Linked DNA regions of Sus scrofa: all the other regions are linked to region 1. A link is a contact called in public Hi-C and promoter capture Hi-C data. All regions are on one chromosome and are shown on one strand. Each heading gives the region's core, a stretch centred on a gene start, on an enhancer-like site or on the middle of the called end of the contact. The rest is flanking DNA. Distances are from core to core; before and after follow the strand shown.

Region 1 (3,788 bases), core at 946-3,445:
AGTTTCATTCATTTGCCTCTCCCATTCTCCACATAACTTTTGCTGTTTTCTCCACGTGATTCACACGGTCTGCCTCCCCACATGGCATCCATCCTTCAAGACCTTTGAACAAAGGCGATCTCTTCCAAAGTCAATGAATTGCAACTCCGGGGCTTGGGGGCTCAGTTGATCACTGGAGTAGGGGCTGATTTTTCTCTTTGGCAGCCTGCGTCTGCCCCTAGGATATGTTTTTCGAACTTGGAGTTACTTTGATCTTGCCTTGTATTGTACTTGGGTCTTGCCCTTAAACTTGTCCCAGAAGACAAGCCCCCTGGGAGCACAACCATGTTCCTAGTTAACTATCTTTTTCTCTCCCAAAGCACCTTGCCCCTTCCAAAAGTAGTGGCTCAATAACATATCTACAAATTAAGTGCACTGTACTTAAATATAAACACGGTTTGGGTCTCTGGTGCCATGTGTGTTGCCACACCAAACCACATTGGGAAGTTTCAAATTGCCTTGACCGACTTCCAGCTCCCTCGCTATCCCTGGACACACGCTAAGCAATTGTGAAATCACCAAAAAGGTAGGGATGCAGAGGGGGGGAATAAAGGGAAGCCAGGGCCTGAACAATCCTGAGTCATCATTTCCTGAATGATGGAACTTGCTGCTTGGGAGAAAGGAACCTGAGCGGCGGGTGGAGTACGAGCCCGGGACAAGCCCCCGCCCCTCGCCCTGCAGCGCTGGACCCGCGAGCCAGGGCCGGCCCTCACCCACGTGCTGGAGCGCCCCCCTGTGGCCGCACCGCAGCCCCCTCCGCTCCTGGCTCCCGCATACCACTCTCCCCGCGGCCAAAGAAACAAGACACGCACAAAGTTTCCCAGCCAGGCGGTTAGAGAAAGGTCGATGCCAGGTCTGGAAGCTCGAAACGCGGGCGTGGCGGGAGCGGCACCCAGGGTGGCGGCGATGACAAGGTGTCCGGGCCCAAACTGACTCCCCAAGAGCTCCGAGGTGCCCCCCAGCGGGCCCCGGGGCTTCCAGAACCCAAGGGTGAAGGTCTTCTCCCTTACCCCAACCTTCCAGCGAAGGGCGGGAGCAGAGCCTGGGCCCCCACGCCAGGACGGGATGCCCCCCCATCCCCAGCTACTAGAGCGCGCTTGGCGCTCTGGCTTTGCTTTATTCATCTTCTTAATTGGAGGGAGGGGGTGACCAAATCCCTTTAGCACATTCTGATCCCCGGCAATCTGGGTTCTAGGTGCCCCCCAAAAGCCCACCTGGAGTCCGCCGCCCCACCCAATGCCGCCCTCCTTGCCAGGGTGACAAGTGGAAGCAGCAACTCCTCATCCTCCTCCCCCTCCAACCTCCCGCTTTGGAAGGTAATATTCCACCAGGGTTTCCCCGCCGCCCGCAGTGGACCTGGGGGCGGGGAGGCGGTGAGGGGGTACGCGGCACCCCGGGGCGGGAGGGGCCGGGAGCAGGCGAGGCCGGGCCCGGCGCGGCGGTTACCTCGTCCACGGTGAGCGGCATGCAGATCCTGTACTCCTTCAGCAGCATGATCCTGCCGGCCGCGGACCCCTAAGGCAGGAAGCGGAGGGCGCCCCCAGACTAACAGCGCTGCCGCCCAGGCACAGGGCAGGGCGCCTGGAGCCCCGCGCTCGGAGCCGGCGGGCGAGGCAGCCCCGGCGGTGCGCTCAGATCCTGGCTTCCTCCTCACCGCCCGAGAGCATGTCAAGGTTCGGGTCCGGGTGTTCACCGCTCCTCCGTCTCCTTCCTTGCCGAGGTCGATCCTCCTGGAACGCGGTGTTGCAAAGTCAGGCGGGGAGGGAGGGAGACCGGCTGGAAACCGCTCTATTCGGTAGCCCGGGTCGGTAGGAGCGGGCGCCAGATCAGGGCATGCCCGGCGGCGGGCGAGGGAGGGAAAAAAAGAGAGATTTCCAAAAATTAAAACGAATGCACAAAAGTCACCCGCTCGATCCGCCTCTGAAACCAGATCTGAACCTGGCGATCCCCTTCTCCGGCCGGTCTGCCCAAGGCTAATGTCACCAGGAACACATTGCAGTCAGAGATGCTGACTTTCCAGACAAAGGCTCGATCAGCTCTGCTCCCCGGGCGGTAAACAAGATTTCCTGCTCTTTTTAGGGCCGGTCCCCGAGGCACTCCAGGGCTCGCTGGTGGAGAAAAGGGAAGCCGCCGCGGCCGCTCGGCTCTGCTGGGCTGGGGCCCCGGTTCCTCCGACCTCAGCTCGCGGCTGCAAGGGGCGGGCGGGAGGAAGCTGGCGCCTTCCGCGCGCGTCCCCTCCCCCGAGTCCCTCGGCTCCCCGAGCGCTTTGCGTGCCCGCGAGTTTGCAGCCACCTCGCCGGGGCCGGAGAGTCGGCGCCGCCGAGCTGCAGTGTGCCTCCGGCCGGGGAGGTGGGTGCGGGAGGGGCGAGCGCGAGCGAGGCTGACATCAGCAGCGGCCGCGGCGGGGAGGGTAGCCCCATCCGGCCAATGGGGAAATGGCAAAGAATGTGGAGGATTTAAACAAAACAGCATGTCTCTCCCGGGCTGCTGCCAGACGGCAGGGCTGCCCCGGAGAGCCGAGCCCGGCCGGCGTTGGGATGGATCGGAAAAGGGGGCTCTCTTCGGCTCTTTACCCTTTGAATCTGTTCTCAGACGTGCTCCGGGTGCCACGGTGCTCGGCCCGGAAACCCTGGGTAGCTTCTGGGTCCAAGGTACAGACGTGTTCCTTGCCCTTTAGGAAAAGGGGGGGGGTGTTGTTTTGGGGGGGGTGTTTTTACAAATGCCCACCGAGAGCGTTTTCGCTTTGGTCCAGTAAGCAAGTCCGGCGCTGGAGAGGCAATGGGGTTTGGGAGCAGAACAAACCCTTGCCTGGTTTCCTAACTGGTTTCAGAGCAGGAATCCAGAAACTGGAAAGTGCAACAATGTGAGTGAAAATGAAGTCCCAACAGAAAGACACAACCAGAGGGAACGTGAGCCACACATAACCTCTTACCTCTCCTGGCCCTGCTCTGCAGTCTGACTGCAGGCTTCACAGAGCAGCAAGAATAGGTTTTCCTGTCAGCACTCTCAAGTTCAAAAAGTCACAGTGAAATGTCAATGAAAATGCCTGGAGTGTTGGTATTTCATCCATATTAAACAGATCCCTCATTTTAACCACAAGAGGCACATTCTTCAGTTACTCAGGAAGCTGCATGTAACTGCTGAAGTCTGTTTTTCATTTGTCTGGTATTTTTAAGCTTGTTTTTCTGAAAAGTTGCTGGATGAAAAATGCATCAGTTGCCCCTTTGCAGAATAACCTGCAAGCATCATCTTTTCCCGGAAAAAAAAATCCATGCTCTAAAGTCCTGCAGCATCTCACAGAGTTTTGGATGGCGATACATACAGATGGTCTCAACATATAGTATCTTAAATTATGAGTAATAAGTAATTAACCAATATAACTATGGTGGGCTGTGGCTAAAATCATCCAGATGGCTGGAGAGAATTTATAACTGTGTGAACAAGATACAGAGGCTGATAGAAAAATGAAACCCTATATCTAGCTTATATTCCAGGGAAAACTATTTTCTAGATAAATGCTTCCCAGAGTTGGCTCAGAAAGATTCACAGCAACTAATTAAAGCTAAACCAAATTCCTCGAGGTGGAAAATCTAAATCTGACACTATAGTGCTGAATAATAACCCATGAAAGCCTGTGATACACAGAGGAAGCACAAGCTGTTTTTCTTTTTTCTGCTTCTTCCTAAAACAAGAGTGGTGGCTTCACTTCTGGCACTTAATACTCTTCCCAGAAGCAGCTAGGGGAATGT
Region 2 (3,760 bases), core at 1,257-3,756, 520 kb before region 1:
TGTGTCCCCAAGATTGTGTGTGTCTTGGCAGCCTTTTCGGAAAGAAGCCAGCACAGCTACTGAAATGATCGCGAGCGAGCCGGGCAGGCTGGAGAAAACTTTGCATGTTAAGTAGTTGCTCCATCACAGAGGAGGGAAAGTGTCAAAAGGGGTCGTGGCGCGCCTTTCGGGAGCCGTGCGGGCCGGGCTCTGGGGACGCGGCTGGCGGCGGGCGCCCGGAGGAGCGCGGGGTCCGCCCTGCGCCCGGGTCCCTGTCCCGAGAGCGATCAGAGGCGCTGGGTGCGCCCTGCCGGGGCTGGGGGCTTGCAGGGAGCCTGAAATCTCAGACCTTTCTCCTCTCTCCCTGCAGCCCCAACCCATGGCCCTGGGACACCTGAGTCTTTAAAATACACACACACAATTTCATTGCATGAGATGAAAATTACAGAGGGAACGAAGACATGAGGTTCTCTACGGGAGGTGTTTTTGTTTTGCTTTTATTTGGATGTTTCTGTTCTATCCACTATCTCTGGGAAAAATAGCTTCCGCACCTCACAGGGCAATTTACTTTGGGTTATTTTTCCACATGGAAATTGAATGACTTCAGTGGCATTTAACCCAAATATCAGACAATCTTTCCCATGACAACAGATGGTGATATCAATGGGGAAGCAGTTGTGAGGTCAACAGTTGACAGTCAGGAATTGGATATCCACCAGAACTTTATTCAGCTGTGTATGGGCAACGTTGAACATAATGAGTCAGAATCAACCTCTTTGCAAAAACATGAACTATAACCAGCTATTATTGCTGGGTGAAAGCTGATTTTAAGGGAGATTGTCCATTTGGCAAGATAAATCACTTTAAACGAAGTGTTGCAAGAGCTGCACATGGACAGACCAAGCTCTTCGATGCCAGAGGAGAGAAATGCTAAAAACCAGCCGTTAAAACAATAGAAAAATAAAGCTGGACTCTTGTGCCCGTCTGGAGGGCACTGGGACCCAGGCAAACGGGGAGGTGATATTGTGTAACTGGGCATGGAAAGCTGCCCAGCTTCTAAGCTGGCTGAAGTTTGCTCACCAACCTGCCTGCAGAGCTGGGGAAAATCACTAATAATTTCAAAAATGTGTTTTCATGCCATATGCCATTTAGGAGCTTTTCCTCCACCATGCAAGGGGGCGGGGGTGGGAGGGCAATGTAAGTGATGTGTGTGCTTTTATACTTCACCAAGGGCCTCTGCCTCCCGGCCACACTTTAAAAATCTTTCTAAGCTGTGTTTTACTAATAAGTGGTGTCCAAGAAGCCAGATAAAAATCCACTCACAAATGCTGGGTTCTGCAGAGACCAAGATGACAGTGTAAACACGGATGGGAAAACCAAATAGTTCTGTTGTCAGGGGCGCTTAAACAATTAGGAGAACCTGTAATATGAGCCCTTTCCCCCTGGGGTTTGCTCTTGGTACTTTCTCAACAAACTGTACAGAGCAAAAAGGCGGATGTTTATATATACATTAAAGAAAGGGCAAAAAGAGTTTGTTATTTAACCAAAGTTGTCAGTTATGTTTAGTCCTGGAACAAATAGGTGGTTGTAATTTTAAAAGCCGTTGCTTTGCGAAGGTTCCTTAACAAAATGAAATGTTCCCATGCGGTGAGAAAATTCTTCCTAGTTGGCCTCATTCTTAGAGGGCAAGACCCTCATCTCCGTCCTCCTGTGGGGCCTAGGAAACCTGTGCTCCTCAGAAGCTGGGGGGCCTTCCTCTTCCCCCTCCCATTCTTTTTCCTTTACTTGCAAGTCTCCTGGCCGCCCCACCTCGCCTCTCGCAGGTGTCTGCTACGTTTGCATTGTCCCCCATCTCCTCCCCTCCCGGAGCCCTTTCTTCTCCCCCCCACTGGCTTCTCTCCCCCTCGGCAGCCTCATCTCTCAGCCTCCCCGGCCTCACCTCTCCTCCCCTCCTCTCTCCCTTCTCGTCTCGGCCTCTCCCCTTCCCCTCGACGCTCCCCCCACCCCCACGCCGGCCCCCTCCTCTCCCCGTCCCCTCCTCCGTCCCCTCTGCCCGCCCGGCCTCTCCTCCCCTCCCCTGACGCCCTCCCGGGCCTCTGCTCCTCTCTCCCTACAGCCTCGTCGCCCCACAACAGGAAGCCCGACCCCGGCGGCGGCCCGAGCGCTGAAGAGACACCGGGGCCCCGGGCGCAGCCGGTCCCCGAAACCCAACGGCGGCCGCGCGCAGCCGACGCCGCTCCCCGCGCCTGGTCGGACCTGCGGCGCCGGAAGCCCCCCACGCCCGCCGAGAACCGGGCCGGCTTCCGGGAGGCAGCGCGCGCGGCCGCCGACCCGCCGAGCCCGCGCCTCGCGCAGGCCGAGAACCGCGCGTCACCGCGCCGCGTGCCCGCGCTGGACGACTCCCCGCGGCGCGCGCGCTCCCGGCACCTGCGCCTCCCGGCCGCGCGAGCTCCCGCGCGCGCCGCCGAGGCCCCCGCCGACCCCGCCTACCTCAACCGGCCGCGCGCCGCCGCGCCGCTCCCGGAACCCGCGCCCGCGCCGCCGCCGCCGCGCCCGCCGCGGACGGAGGACGCCGAGCCAGGCGCCGAGCCCTGCGCGCGCGCCTGCGGGGCGGACCTGGACGTGCGCGAGTCCTACTGCGCCAGCGAGTTCGGTGAGCCCCGCCCGCCGCTCCTCCCGGGCCCGGACGGCCGAGCCCCGGCCGCGGGGAGAGCCTTTCCGAGCCGAGGGAGTCGGGCTGTACACCGGGATCCTAAACCAAACCCTAGAGAATCCCACCCGCTCGGTCCTGCAGGCCCCAGAGCCGTGTGGACTATTTCGCGATTTGTTAAAAACGCTCTGGGGAGAGAAAGAGGAAGGGAGCGCTCTGTATTTCTCCAAACTCTTTGTTTTTTGCAAGCAGCAGTGAACGGAATCGTGCATGATGTGGACGTGCTCGGCACAGGGATCCGGCTGGTGACTCTGCTGGTGGACCGGGACGGGCTGTACAAGATGAGCCGCCTGTACATCACTCCGGACGGGTTTTTCTTCCGAGTCCACATATTAGCCCTGGACACCTCCAGTTGCAATAAGCCATGTCCAGAATTTAAACCTGGTATTGAAACTAAGTGACCATTTTATATTTATGACACCATTGAATATGCCGGAGCCTGGTCTCTGTCGGTCACCCTAGTACCTTTTACGGGGAGAGGGGTATTCTTAGAATTTAGACGACAGGTATTATTTCGGGGATTTAAATTCTGGGATTTAAATTCCATCAGCGCACACCTTCCTCCCGCGCCACCGGCTAAAGATGGGAACTGCACGGGCTGGCACAAAGCAGACACTCAATAAATGTTTGTGGACAAATGAAGGGAACGATGAAACACCGTTGCCAGAAGGGACGCCTACGGGGCCATTTAAACTGAGTGTAGAAGCGTCTTTTTTGGGGGGCGGGTGCTGCGCACTGCCACGTCTTTCTAGAGGTGTGCTCGGTAAAGTCCTGCTGATATGTTGTGATTAGGAACTTTGCTCCTAGTGTTGGCTGTTTACAGGCTGGGTAATCTGATTATTCTATAAAGGTCACTAGGCTGTCTCTGTTGTTTGAGGGTTAAATAAATGTCTGAGATGCACCATGTGCAGCAAGATAACAGATTCAAGCTTAGGCGTTTCTTAAAGTCCTTATTCCATTTTCACATTGTTTCGTGGCATTTTTGAAGATACTATGAATTTACATGTTGGCTTTTTTTTTTTTTTTCTTTCCCCCCCCAGGCAGCAGGTATATTGTGATGGGCCACATCTA
Region 3 (3,693 bases), core at 490-2,989, 540 kb before region 1:
GGTTATTGCGGTTTTCCTGCAGTGGAGAAGTAGCGTCATCAGGAAAAGAGCTGACATTTCTCCTTTTCAGCATCTGGTCATCCTTCTTAGCTTTCCTCAGCTCCACATTAACTTCTATTCGGCGCCGCCTCATTTCCTTGAGAGAAAATTACATATCATTTCACCTATTACACCAGTTTTTGTTGCCAAGTGATGGCATTTTTTTCAAATTCCTTCAAAGTTTTGACCCCTTCAAATATATTGCCATTTAAAAAATACCACAGGAAAGCAACAGAAAGTACTCACTGTACTGTCTTTCCCCTTGTTCTTGAATCTGTTAAGGCGGGCAGCTGGTGAATTAGCATTCTCATTGGTGGACATGGTTATGAGACAAAGGGAGGGAGGTATCTATAAGATGAGGGAGAGAAAAAAAATTCCCTTTTATCATTTTGATTGGCAATACGGTAAGCATCAAGGGAATTATCGAAAACATATTGAATCCACACTTTTGTAATGGAAGAGGAACTTCCTTTTTCAGCACTATGTAGTTTTAGCCAAAGGATATTTGGCCCCTCCCCTCCGAAGGGCTGAGACTTCCTGGAGCAGTGCTGTCCATCAGAAATATAAAGCAAGCAGCCTAAATTTAAATTTCCTAGTAGCCACATTTTGTTTAAAAAAAGTAACAAGAAACAAATGAAATTAATTTTAATATTTAACCCAACACATCCAACATATTCTCATTTCCACACGTTAAAATATCAAAAAAATTACTGAGATATTTCACATTCTTTTTTCCTACCAATTCTTCAAGATCTGTACTTTAAGCTTACAGCACAACTCGATTCAGACTAGCCACTTGCGTCTGGCGACTACCGCACTGCACAGAGCGGCTCTAGACTCTATAGAGGATCTACAAATACTTAACTGAACTCGGAGTAGGGGGACTGAGCTTATAGGTAAAATCTTTGTCCTAGGGGCCATAAATTCAGATCCTCTGGAGGCTCCACTGTCTTTAAATGGCCTAACAGGTACATTCTCCACAGTTGAAAGTTGTTAAAAATCTGACTCATCATTACGTTATGGAGTCTTTCATAAAATGTCCTGTCCACACTGAAAACTCGCGACGCAGTTCTTCATCTTCAGCATCTCGCACACTTTCGAGGAATTCCGAGTGAATGCACCAAATTAGGTTGATATCCCCAGCTGTGCTTCACTCAGACGTGGCTACTTAAGCGCACTCCCCAAAAGATCACAAAAGGAAAAGTCCTCCTAAGGGGGGGAGGGGGCTATCTTTAATTTCATTTTGTTCTTTTACGAAATAGTGACACAACCAACCCAGGGCCGACGTGTTTTAAGAGACAGCACTTCCAACTGCCACCTCCATCTCCAGTCCCTTCCCCTGCTCCCCCCTCCCCGCCCCATTTCGGGGAAGGAGCAGCCGGGAACTGACGGAGGAGGAGCCAGAGGCGCCCGGCAACCTACTTGGGCTTTCGCCCTCGGGCCTCACTCTGATTCTCGAGTAAATGCCATTGCGGCGGTTTGCAGAGCCTCGGGCCCTAAAACCCAAGCACCCGCATCCCCAAACACCCGTCTCGTAAACGAACGACCCCAAAGGCCTCGTCAACCAAAGAAGCCAAAGCTAGGCCAGGCGTATAGCCCGGGCCTTCCCTCCCGCCACCCACAAGCCGAGCCCGGCCTACAGGCCAGCCGTTGCCACTCAGGCCGGACTGCGGCCTAGGTTCGTACCTACACAGCCGGCTCAGGCTTCCACAGGAGGCGGTCAGGGGCGCTCAGGCTGCGGCTCAGGGTCTCTCAAAACGTCCACCACGGTCAGCGCGAGGACAGTGTGGCTCGTGCAGCCGGCGCGATTTAAATTTCCCGGTGGCTCCGCATTCCGATTGGCTGGTTCGAGCTTATGCTAGACGTCCATTGGTGGATTTGAAAAACACGTTGGGAGGGGTCAGAGGGCCCAGAAGATACGATAGCATCGCGAGATGAGGGAGCGGCCGGGCGATCCCAGAGCGCCCCGCAGTTCGGAGGCGGCAGCCTTCAGGTCCCGGCGTGCAGCGCGAAGGGCTAGTTTCCAGCCCGCCTTGGCCATAGCCTCGGTCCTTTACCGAGGGTTTACTCGTGTACAGTGGTTGGTCGTTACCCTTGGCGTCTGCCTTAAGAGAACCACAAATGATTCCCCAAATAATTTTTAAAATTTCGATATAGAAATACATTGCTATGTATTTTTTTCTCTGATAGGACTCAGAAGAAAAAGGCCACCAAAGGTTAGCAGGGCCACCAAGGAGGGGATGGATAAAGCAGATTTGTGCTGCACTTTTTAGTTTAGTTTTTTTTTTCTTCTAACTTGCATCATAAAAGACTGCATAGACGGCACAAGTAATGGTAACAAAAGGTTTACTACATCTGTTTCTCCAGTCTTATTTTTTATTTTCAAATACAAAAGAACTATAAATCTTTATGCATATTTGCCAAGTGTTAACATTTGCCACATTTACTATTTCTTTCTCTGTGTAAATACCCACACGTACTAGTAGGCCCATATGCATAGCTTTTACATGATACTTTTCAACCTTTTGAAGGGTAAGTTTGAGAAATCATGTCCCTTTATCCCTAAATATTTTGGGTTGCACCTTGGAAGGATAAGGACATTCTGTTATATAACCACTCCACAATCATCAAATTCAAGACATCTGAACTTCGATGTGATTTATTATATAGTCCATGTTCAAATTTTGTCAGTTGTTCCAGTAATGACTTATGCTACAATTTATACATTTCTGAATAAAATGCTTGCATTTTCTTGTAATTTTTAAAAAAGCATCAGTGATGGTTCTCGTAATGTCAGTGTTATAGGCCACTTTGTTTTCATAATTTTTCCGTATTCTGAAAAGGGTATTTTTAAGAAAAGCTGTATTGGTTTTGTTGTTTGTGTGTTTTTTACTATAAATTCAAACAATGGTCTTCGTCTCTTCTTGCAGGCATTTTTGCCAGCTTCATGCACTGTGTAGCAGCCAAGGGAATCACAGGAGGTTGTCTCCTCTCACCTACCCAATCAGTATAATCCTATCTGCCCAAATGCGAAAACGTGGAAGGAATTCACCTGTAAACCAGTCACTGCAAGGCATTCCCTTTGCTACAATGAATGGCTCAGGGGCAGTCATCTGACCTAATTTCATCCAGTTGTGAAGCCTATGCTTTTTGTTTAATGATTGGAGGTGGGAAAGCAGGCTCTGTTCCGAACTGAGTGATGTGAGTTCTAGAAATTTGAGTTAAGACAATTGTAGAGAAACCATGAAAGCTTTGATCACCATCCTGACCTACCTCAGAAGGCTGCAATTATATCATCCTTTGTGATAATTATATCATCACTTCCTTTGTTGTTTAAGTTAGTGTAATTGGGCTTTCTTTTGCATGAAAATATCGGTATTACGTGCCTAGAAGTGTTTGGTATTACCGATATGAAAATTCATCTTCACAATTCTGTGAGGTAGTATTACTATCTGTTCCATTTCACAGAAGAGAAGAGCGGGTGGTTAAGTAACTTGTCAGGTTCACACAGGAACAAATGGCATTCAAACCTAGACGGGCAAATTTGAAGAAAATTTTGTTCACCCTGCAACGACCTAACAGTTGCCTTCCTTAATGGGTTATCCAATTAATGTACGTTGACTAAATGCAAGAATGAAAAAGAAGTAGTTTGAT

The links. Promoter capture Hi-C pulls out the DNA fragments that hold promoters and counts their contacts. A called contact is a pair of places that touch in the nucleus more often than the background predicts.
Region 2: a promoter capture Hi-C map of fetal liver shows a contact between it and region 1, with 3 times the contacts expected there. The contact joins the promoter of C12H17orf58 here to the promoter of PITPNC1 in region 1. A contact is called at or near these places in 3 of 5 promoter capture datasets (fetal liver, fetal skeletal muscle and liver) and 5 of 47 Hi-C or Micro-C datasets (embryonic fibroblasts, heart right ventricle, liver and 2 more).
Region 3: a contact with region 1 is called in a Hi-C map of liver, with 2.9 times the contacts expected there. The contact joins the promoter of KPNA2 here to the promoter of PITPNC1 in region 1. A contact is called at or near these places in 1 of 5 promoter capture datasets (liver) and 5 of 47 Hi-C or Micro-C datasets (embryonic fibroblasts, heart right ventricle, liver and 2 more).

The regions. Positions count from the first base shown.
Region 1 is chr12:13,739,810-13,743,597 of Sscrofa11.1, reverse strand. PITPNC1 (phosphatidylinositol transfer protein, cytoplasmic 1) reads right to left here and starts at 2,195. Exons shown (of 9, transcript NM_001143722.1): 1 at 1,486-2,195. The coding sequence starts at 1,533. LOC110256161 reads left to right here. Exons shown (of 3, transcript XM_021068117.1): 1 at 1-953; 2 at 1,235-1,355; 3 at 1,528-1,943. The coding sequence starts at 886. The coding sequence ends at 1,851.
Region 2 is chr12:14,260,425-14,264,184 of Sscrofa11.1, reverse strand. It overlaps C12H17orf58 (UPF0450 protein C17orf58 homolog), which reads left to right and starts at 2,506. Exons shown (of 3, transcript XM_021068119.1): 1 at 2,506-2,632; 2 at 2,882-3,073; 3 at 3,730-3,760. The coding sequence starts at 2,971. It overlaps LOC110256159, which reads left to right. Exons shown (of 4, transcript XM_021068075.1): 3 at 2,096-2,718; 4 at 2,879-2,887. The coding sequence ends at 2,887.
Region 3 is chr12:14,283,358-14,287,050 of Sscrofa11.1, reverse strand. KPNA2 (karyopherin alpha 2 (RAG cohort 1, importin alpha 1)) reads right to left here and starts at 1,739. Exons shown (of 11, transcript NM_001163404.1): 1 at 1,726-1,739; 2 at 286-387; 3 at 1-136. The coding sequence starts at 360.